Regions from separate parts of the Sus scrofa genome. Here region 2 is linked to region 1. The links are chromatin contacts, called in public HiChIP or PLAC-seq maps. All regions are on one chromosome and are shown on one strand. Each heading gives the region's core, a stretch centred on a gene start, on an enhancer-like site or on the middle of the called end of the contact. The rest is flanking DNA. Distances are from core to core; before and after follow the strand shown.

The links. HiChIP or PLAC-seq counts read pairs in DNA pulled down with a chosen protein or histone mark.
Region 2: a contact with region 1 is called in an H3K27ac HiChIP or PLAC-seq map of skeletal muscle. The contact joins the promoter of TLCD2 here to the promoter of SCARF1 in region 1. A contact is called at or near these places in 1 of 5 promoter capture datasets (liver), 6 of 47 Hi-C or Micro-C datasets (embryonic fibroblasts, liver, mesenteric adipose tissue and 2 more) and 2 of 2 datasets of contacts at active chromatin or transcription factors (alveolar macrophages and skeletal muscle).

The regions. Positions count from the first base shown.
Region 1 is chr12:47,858,533-47,862,079 of Sscrofa11.1, reverse strand. SCARF1 (scavenger receptor class F member 1) reads left to right here and starts at 1,637. Exons shown (of 17, transcript XM_003358192.4): 1 at 1,637-2,048; 2 at 2,123-2,216; 3 at 2,296-2,402; 4 at 2,494-3,093. It overlaps RILP (rab-interacting lysosomal protein), which reads left to right and starts at 1,651. Exons shown (of 17, transcript XM_013990001.2): 1 at 1,651-2,048; 2 at 2,123-2,216; 3 at 2,296-2,402; 4 at 2,494-2,739; 5 at 2,948-3,093. The coding sequence starts at 1,821. PRPF8 (pre-mRNA-processing-splicing factor 8) reads left to right here. Exons shown (of 43, transcript XM_021067568.1): 41 at 104-243; 42 at 346-548; 43 at 706-1,039. The coding sequence ends at 860.
Region 2 is chr12:47,916,415-47,919,961 of Sscrofa11.1, reverse strand. It overlaps TLCD2 (TLC domain-containing protein 2), which reads left to right and starts at 1,705. Exons shown (of 5, transcript XM_021067585.1): 1 at 1,705-3,547.

The DNA.
Region 1 (3,547 bases), core at 388-2,887:
CCTCTGCTCTCAGAGTGGTGGAGGGAAGGCAGGATGTTACTCTAATGGGTGGGATTCCTGGCTGCGGACAAGGCTCAAAGTAACTTCACTGCTCTACCAATAGGAAATGGAACCCTTAGGTTGGATTCATACACAGCCCAACGAGTCCCCCCAGCTATCACCCCAGGATGTCACCACCCATGCCAAGATCATGGCTGACAACCCATCTTGGGATGGCGAGAAGACCATCATCATCACCTGCAGGTGGGCTTGGGCCCCCTTGGGAGGAAGTGTGGTGGGGTAGACATTCCAGGTTAGAACCCAGACGGTGGCCTGAGCTCTGACTCTGTCCCCATCCCTCCTCAGCTTCACACCAGGCTCCTGCACCCTGACAGCCTACAAGCTGACCCCCAGTGGCTATGAGTGGGGCCGCCAGAACACAGACAAGGGCAACAACCCCAAGGGCTACCTACCGTCGCACTACGAGAGGGTCCAGATGCTACTGTCAGACCGCTTCCTTGGCTTCTTTATGGTCCCTGCCCAGTCCTCATGGAACTACAACTTTATGGGTATGTGGGGCATTGCAGGCGGGGAGCGGGGCTGGAAGTGAGGCTGGGGTTAGGCCACCACCCTTAGTCCTTAGGGCCAGACTCTGGTTTGGAGATGGCCCAGGCTGGATGAGGCAGGTGGACCTTGTCCACATGAGACATTTCCTTCTACTCCAAGGTGTCCGGCATGATCCCAACATGAAGTATGAGCTGCAGCTGGCAAACCCCAAAGAGTTCTACCACGAGGTGCACCGACCTTCCCACTTCCTCAACTTCGCTCTCCTGCAGGAGGGTGAGGTCTACTCTGCGGACCGAGAGGACCTCTATGCCTAGCTGTCCCCTCACCCCCTGCTTCAGACTCCCCTAAGGCTAGAGCGTTTTACCCCCACAGACAAGCTGGTGACATTCAGCAGCTTGGCCCCTTTTTCCTCTATTTGTGCTTATTATGTTGTTGATCTCCTGTGACTTGTAATTCTGAACAAAGTATAATAATAAATTTTGTATAAATAGGGGTTTTTGAGGTTTTTTTTTTTTTACCCTGAGCTCAAATTCTGGATGTAGGGATAATAGGCAGGACTTGTTGACAGCAGGGCGTGGGACTGGTTCTTGAGGCCCGCTGTTCAGGGAGCTGTGGGGGTAAGTATCCTCTAGACTCAGAACTAAAGGGGACTTGGACCGTCACACTGTTGCCACCATGACCACACAGGCCGATGTCCCTTCAAAATACTTGCAAACCCTCACCCCTTTTCAACATCTCTTGAGCAGTTGCTGCTGTTTTGAGTGTATAAGCTCCTGGCTTGTCCTCTGCCACTGTGGTATCCAGCCTAGCCCCTTAAGGCTTTGCGTCACTCTCAGTCCATCTTGGAAACAGGCACGGGGCTGGACAGTTGGCTGGCACTGCTGAGGCAGTGACAACCCTCCTACCTCTCACCTCCTCCTGTTGAGCTGGCGGCCAAGTCAGGCCCAGTGACTCCAGACACAGGGGTGGAGCCTGGCTTGGGCACTGCGGGGAGGGCTTGACAAAAGTGACCACTTAGAGCCCTGAGCCTCAGCTCCAGGCCGCCTGGCTGGAAGTTGGCTGTCCTGCTTCCTGTGACCTTGGGGGCTTGAACAGGACTGGGCCCAGGGCACAGAGACTCCCTTGCCAGGCCTTTTCCCTTAGTTGCTCCTCCCTTGTCACTTCTACTCCGCCCTCTACTGCCCTAAACTGCTTCCTGGGCCGGGACTTTGTTTTTTTCCTGCCCTAGTTGGGGGCGTGGGGAGGGTGTCGCAGCCCCAGTCGCCTTGGGAGACATGGAGCCCAGGAGGGTGGCTCCTGGGGCGCACGACTGGGGGCCTCGGGTGGACGCGGGGTCCGGGACGGCCGCGGAGCTCGTGTACCACCTAGCGGGGGCCCTGGGCACTGAGCTGAAGGAGCTGGCGCGCCGCTTCGGGCCGGAGGCTGCGGCCGGGCTCGTGCCGCTCGTGGTGAGGGCGCTGGAGCTTCTGGAAAAGGCGGCCGTCGGGCCCGCCCCAGACTCGGTGAGTCACGGCCAGCTCCCCTCGCCACCCGAGGGGTCGGCGGGGCCTGACCCTGAGAGCCTGGCCTCCCCCAGCTGCAGGTATCGGCGCAGCAGGCCGAACTGGAGCTGCGGCGGCTGCGGGAGGAGAACGAGCGCCTCCGTATAGAGTTGCGCTCTGGGCCACAGGGTGAGTACGGACGCGCCGGGATCGGGGCACGGCGGGGCGGCTCCGCTGAGGGCCACACCTAAGAACGCCCCTTCCTCAGAAGAGCGCGCTCTGCTGCGGCAGCTCAAGGAGGTGACCGACCGCCAGAGAGACGAACTCCGAGCTCACAACCGTGACTTGCTGCAGCGCAGCCAGGAGACCGAGGCGGTGAGGGCGGGGCGGGGCCGACTACGGGAGGCGGGGCTCTCCCGGCCCCCGTCGCCCCGCCCACCAGCCACCGCCTTTGCTCCGCCCACAGTTGCAGGAGCAGCTGCAGCGCCTCCTGCTGGTGAATGCGGAGTTGCGGCACAAGCTGGCCGCCGTGGAAACCCAGCTGCGCGCCGCGCGGGACCGCGAGAGCGAGCGAGAGCTGCAGCGCGAAGCGGCCGTGGGGCCGCCTCCAGAGCGGGCGCGGGGCCAGGCCGGAGGTCCCGTGGGTGAGCAGGGTCAAGAGCCCGAGCGGGGGGCCCCCGACGCCGGAACCCAGGGGACCCCTGAGAACCCGGTGAGTGCCATAGGTGGTCAGGGACTCGTGGGCGCTCGGGAAAGGTTTGCTGTGCTGCGTAGCCGGGCCACCGGGAAATTGGAAGGCGGTACGAGCCAGAGCACTGGTCTGGCATCCCTTGGAGTGCCCTGGCCTCTCAAGTCTCCCAGCGGGTCGCGGGGGGCACATCAGCTCCAGCCGCGGCGCCCCCACACCTGTCTTTCCGCAGACGGACGCCCCGCCGCAGCCAGGGCGCCCCCCCAAGGTGGGGCAGTGCAGCTTCAGTCGAGCGGAGGTTGAGCAGATCCTTCAGGAGCGGAATGAGCTCAAAGCCAACGTGTTTCTGCTGAAGGAGGAGTTGGCCTACTTCCAGCGGTAAGGGCGCTGGACGGGGCTGGAGGCTGGGACACCACTCACACCCGCTCCTGATCTGCCTTTTTTTGTTTTTTGGCCACACCCTCAGGATGTGTAAGTACCCGGGCCAGGGATCAACCCGCGCCACAGCAGCGACCCAGGCCACTGCAGTGACAACGGCCGGATCCTTAACCCACTGCCACAGGGAGCTCCCACTTGCCTCATTCTTTGGGTCATTGCTGTATCCACGGGGTCGTGTGCAGGGCACTGTGCGGGCCCTGGAGGACAGAAATCACACAGCTCCTGCCCTCCGGGAACTTCATGCACGGACGGGAGGGCCAGTGCAGAGGGTCAGAGCAGCTACAGCAGCGTGAAGGAACTGCTCCTAGGAAGGGTGACACCTAGGCTAAGGTCTGCGGGGTTAGCAAGGCAGAGTGTCCCCAGAAGGGAGAACAGCGGGCACGGGTGCTTGGGA
Region 2 (3,547 bases), core at 456-2,955, 58 kb before region 1:
GTATTCCCGACATTGGTCTGAGAACCAGAGACCAGAGGATGGATAATTTGGACAGGTGGTACGGCCTGCCTCTTAGTACCAATAAAATTGGGTCCTTGTAGTCTTTGCTCTGGTCTCAGTTTACCTAGCTAGACCAAGCAGGCATTACTTTTTCTTCAAGTTTGTGTGTGCCCTGCCCTCTAGTGGTTCTGGCTTGCAATGCAACAATGACCTTGAGTGTAATTAACCTTACCTCTCAAGACAGTTCTTTCCTTCTCTTAAATAGGGATGTCCTGGCAATACTGGGCACTGGTGTACTAAGATTTCTGAGGCACTGACACCTTCCTCAATCTGAGCCCTAAAACCATGGTTTTCCAAATGTATGATGTACTTCTGATTGAGACCCTGGAATCTGAATTTTTAACAAGCAACAGAATTAAGCAGGTAATTTCCAAGCTGCATCTTGCAATAGAATGCTCTGTGCAGCTCTATTCTCAAATGCTTCCTGAATCCCAACCCACTACCCTTAGGTTTTGGGGAATCTGGTACCAAATTAGCCACTCCCCTTTGCCAATCTCAGTATTGAGTTTCTTGGAGTTCATGGCTTGGATGGTCAGGGAGCGAGGCTGCAGAGCCCCAGCAGTCAGCCTGTGTTGAATGTTAGCTCTTGCTGCTGATCTGGAAGAAAAGTGAAGGAGGCTGGAATTCCCTCCTGCTGCAGAGGAAACGAATCCTCCTAGTATCCAGACAGGGGGTTGATCCCGGGTCTCGCTCAGTGGGTTAAGGATCTGGTGTTGCCATAAGCTGTGGTGTAGGTCGCAGATGTGGCTAAACATTAGTGCACCAACTGTGGGCCAGGTATTGTAGTAAGTGTTTTCAAACATACTTCTTTTGGAGTTCCCCTTGTGGCCCAGTGGAAAAGAATATGACTAGTAACCATGAGGTTGTGGGTTCAATCCCTGGCCTTGATCAGCGGGTTAAGTACTTCCATAAGCAGCAAGTTCGGCCCTAAAAAAAAAAAAAAAAAGCAAACATACTTCTATTTATTTATTTATGGCAATGCCCATGGCATGCAGAAGTTCCCCAGCCTGGAATCAAACCTGACCAAAGCAGTGACCTGAGCCACAGCAGGGATAATGCTGAATCCTTAACTACTAGGCCACCAGGGAACTCCAAACATATTCCTTTTTAAATCCCTACAATAAGCCATGCACTTATTATACATTCTATATTTTTGGGGGGTCTTTTAAAAAAAATTTTTTTTTGTCTTTTTAGGGCCGCACCCATGGCACATGGAGGTTCCCGGGCTAGTGGTCTAGTCAGAGCTACAGCTGCCAGCCTACACCAGAGCCACAGCAATGCCAGATCCGAGCCGCGTCTGCGACCTACACCACAGGTCATGGCAATGCCTAATCCTTCACCCATTGATCAAGGCCAGGGATTGAACTCACAACCTCTTGGTTCCTAGTCAGATTTGTTTTTGCTGTGCCACAACGGGAACTCCTACATTCTATTTTGTAAATGAAAAAAATGAGGCTTAAAGATGTTAAGCATCTTCATCAAACTCAGAGCTAGTAAGGGAGTTCCCATTGTGACTTAGCAGGTTAAGAACCCAACTAGTATCCATGAGGATGTGGATTCGATCCCAGGCCTCGCTCGGTGGGTTAAGGATCCAGCACTGCTGCAAGCTGCAGTGTAGGTTGCAGATGGGGCCCAAATCTGGGGTTGCTGTGGCTGTGGCCCCAGCTGCAGCTCAGATTTGACGCCTAGCCTAGGAACTTTCATATGTCACAGATGTGGCCCTAAAAAAAAAAATCAAAAACCTCACATCTGGTAAGAGCTTGCATTTGAATACAAGTTTGTCTAACTCAATGATTCTCAACTGGGGGCGCTTTTGGCCTCCAGGGGACATTTGGTAATGTCTGCAGACAGTTTTGATTGTCATAAGTAAGGTGTGTGTGTGTGTGTGTGCTGATAGCATCTAATTTGGCTGGGGATGCTGGCAAAAAAGCTGCTATGTACAGGACAGCTTCCGCAAGAAACTATCCAGTCCCAATGTCAATAGTGCTGTGACTGAGAAATCCTGGACTTGAAGCCTGTGCTTTTGCCCTATAGGGAGGGAGGGTGGGGGCATGAAAAGTTAGAACGAGATGGGAAAGGGCCTCCTCCAAGGGGTGAAAAGGGAATGGGGCTTCTATGCTAAGGATAGTGGAGAACAGGGCCAGCTGGTGAGATTTCTTTCTTCCAGGCTTGGCCAAGACCCTGCTCAGCTTCTCCCAACCTTGCCAATTCAGTCCTGGGACTTCACACTAAGCTTGTCCTGGAGTGACCCTGACTCCCAGCTCCAGGCTGGGGCAAAATATTGACCTGGGTCTTCGGGCAGGACTTCCCAGCCAAAGCCCCTGATCCCTGGGGCCATTGCGTGCCACCTGCAGCCCTTGGGCAGCTACACATTAACACCTTTGCAATGAAGGGGTGAAAGTGTTAAAAATGGAGCAGGGCCAGGCCGTGTCTAAGGAGTTAGAAGTGGAGTAACAGGTAAAGCCAGGAGGATCCCGTAGCAAAACCCTGTCTGGAGAGGAAATGGAGCAGGGAGGAGGAGACAGCTTGACCCTGAGGAGGCTTGTTTCCATAACCATTCATCTCTAGGCTTGGTCCTCAGCTTCACTGAACCTTCCCCAGTACCTCTTCCTGGAGCACCTACATACCCCGCCAGCCACCATTCTGGGCCTCCCCAGTAGTGGCCTCCCTATGAGACTGGGGAGGACGGGTCTGAGCTGACTTTGCTGACAGGAAATACCTCTCCTTCCAAGCTCAGAGCCTCTGAAGAACTAACCAGCAGCTTGGGGGAGGGAGGAAGGAGAGGGCGGAGGAGGAAGACAGTCTTGGAGAGGGAAGAGGGAAGAACGTACAAGCAGGTCCTCCATATTTGGGGTTCCATCTCTTTTCTTCCCTCACCCCATGAGGGGGTGGGGATAAGGGGATAGAGGAGGGCAGAACTGGAGGAGGATGTGGTAACAGCTGATTCGTCCCCGGAGGTCAGACTTTCCAACAATCAGCTGTTACTGGGGTGGAAGGCAGGAAGTTTCCTTAAAGGCACAATGTTCTGAACACAGGTTCAGAATTCTGGAGCTCCTAGGAACCATAGCGGTCCCGTGGCAGAGCCCTTGTTGTCATCCTCCATTGGGAGCTTACAGAAAAGTCTTGTATCCCTGTCCACACGTTCCTTTTTGGTGGTGGTGGTGGAGAGGCGCGAGTGATGAGGTGGGGTGGGTCTCAGACTTGCCCCTTTAAATCAGTGGTTCCGCAGCTTTTGCCAAGTCATTGGGTTCCTTTCCTTTCCTTTTTTTTTTTTTTTTTGGTGGGTTTTTTTTTTTTTCCCCTATCTCCCGCCCCTCTATGCTCTGATTGGCCTCTGGGAAAGGAGCTGCCTCCTCATTGGTCTCCACCTTTGAAATCTCTTCCTTAAGTAGGCCTGAGTCAGGGAAAAGCTTCTAGAGGGCGGGACAGAATGGGGGTGTTAGGCAGGGGATGGGATTGCTGGCCAGTTGCACTTTGCCCCGGCCTG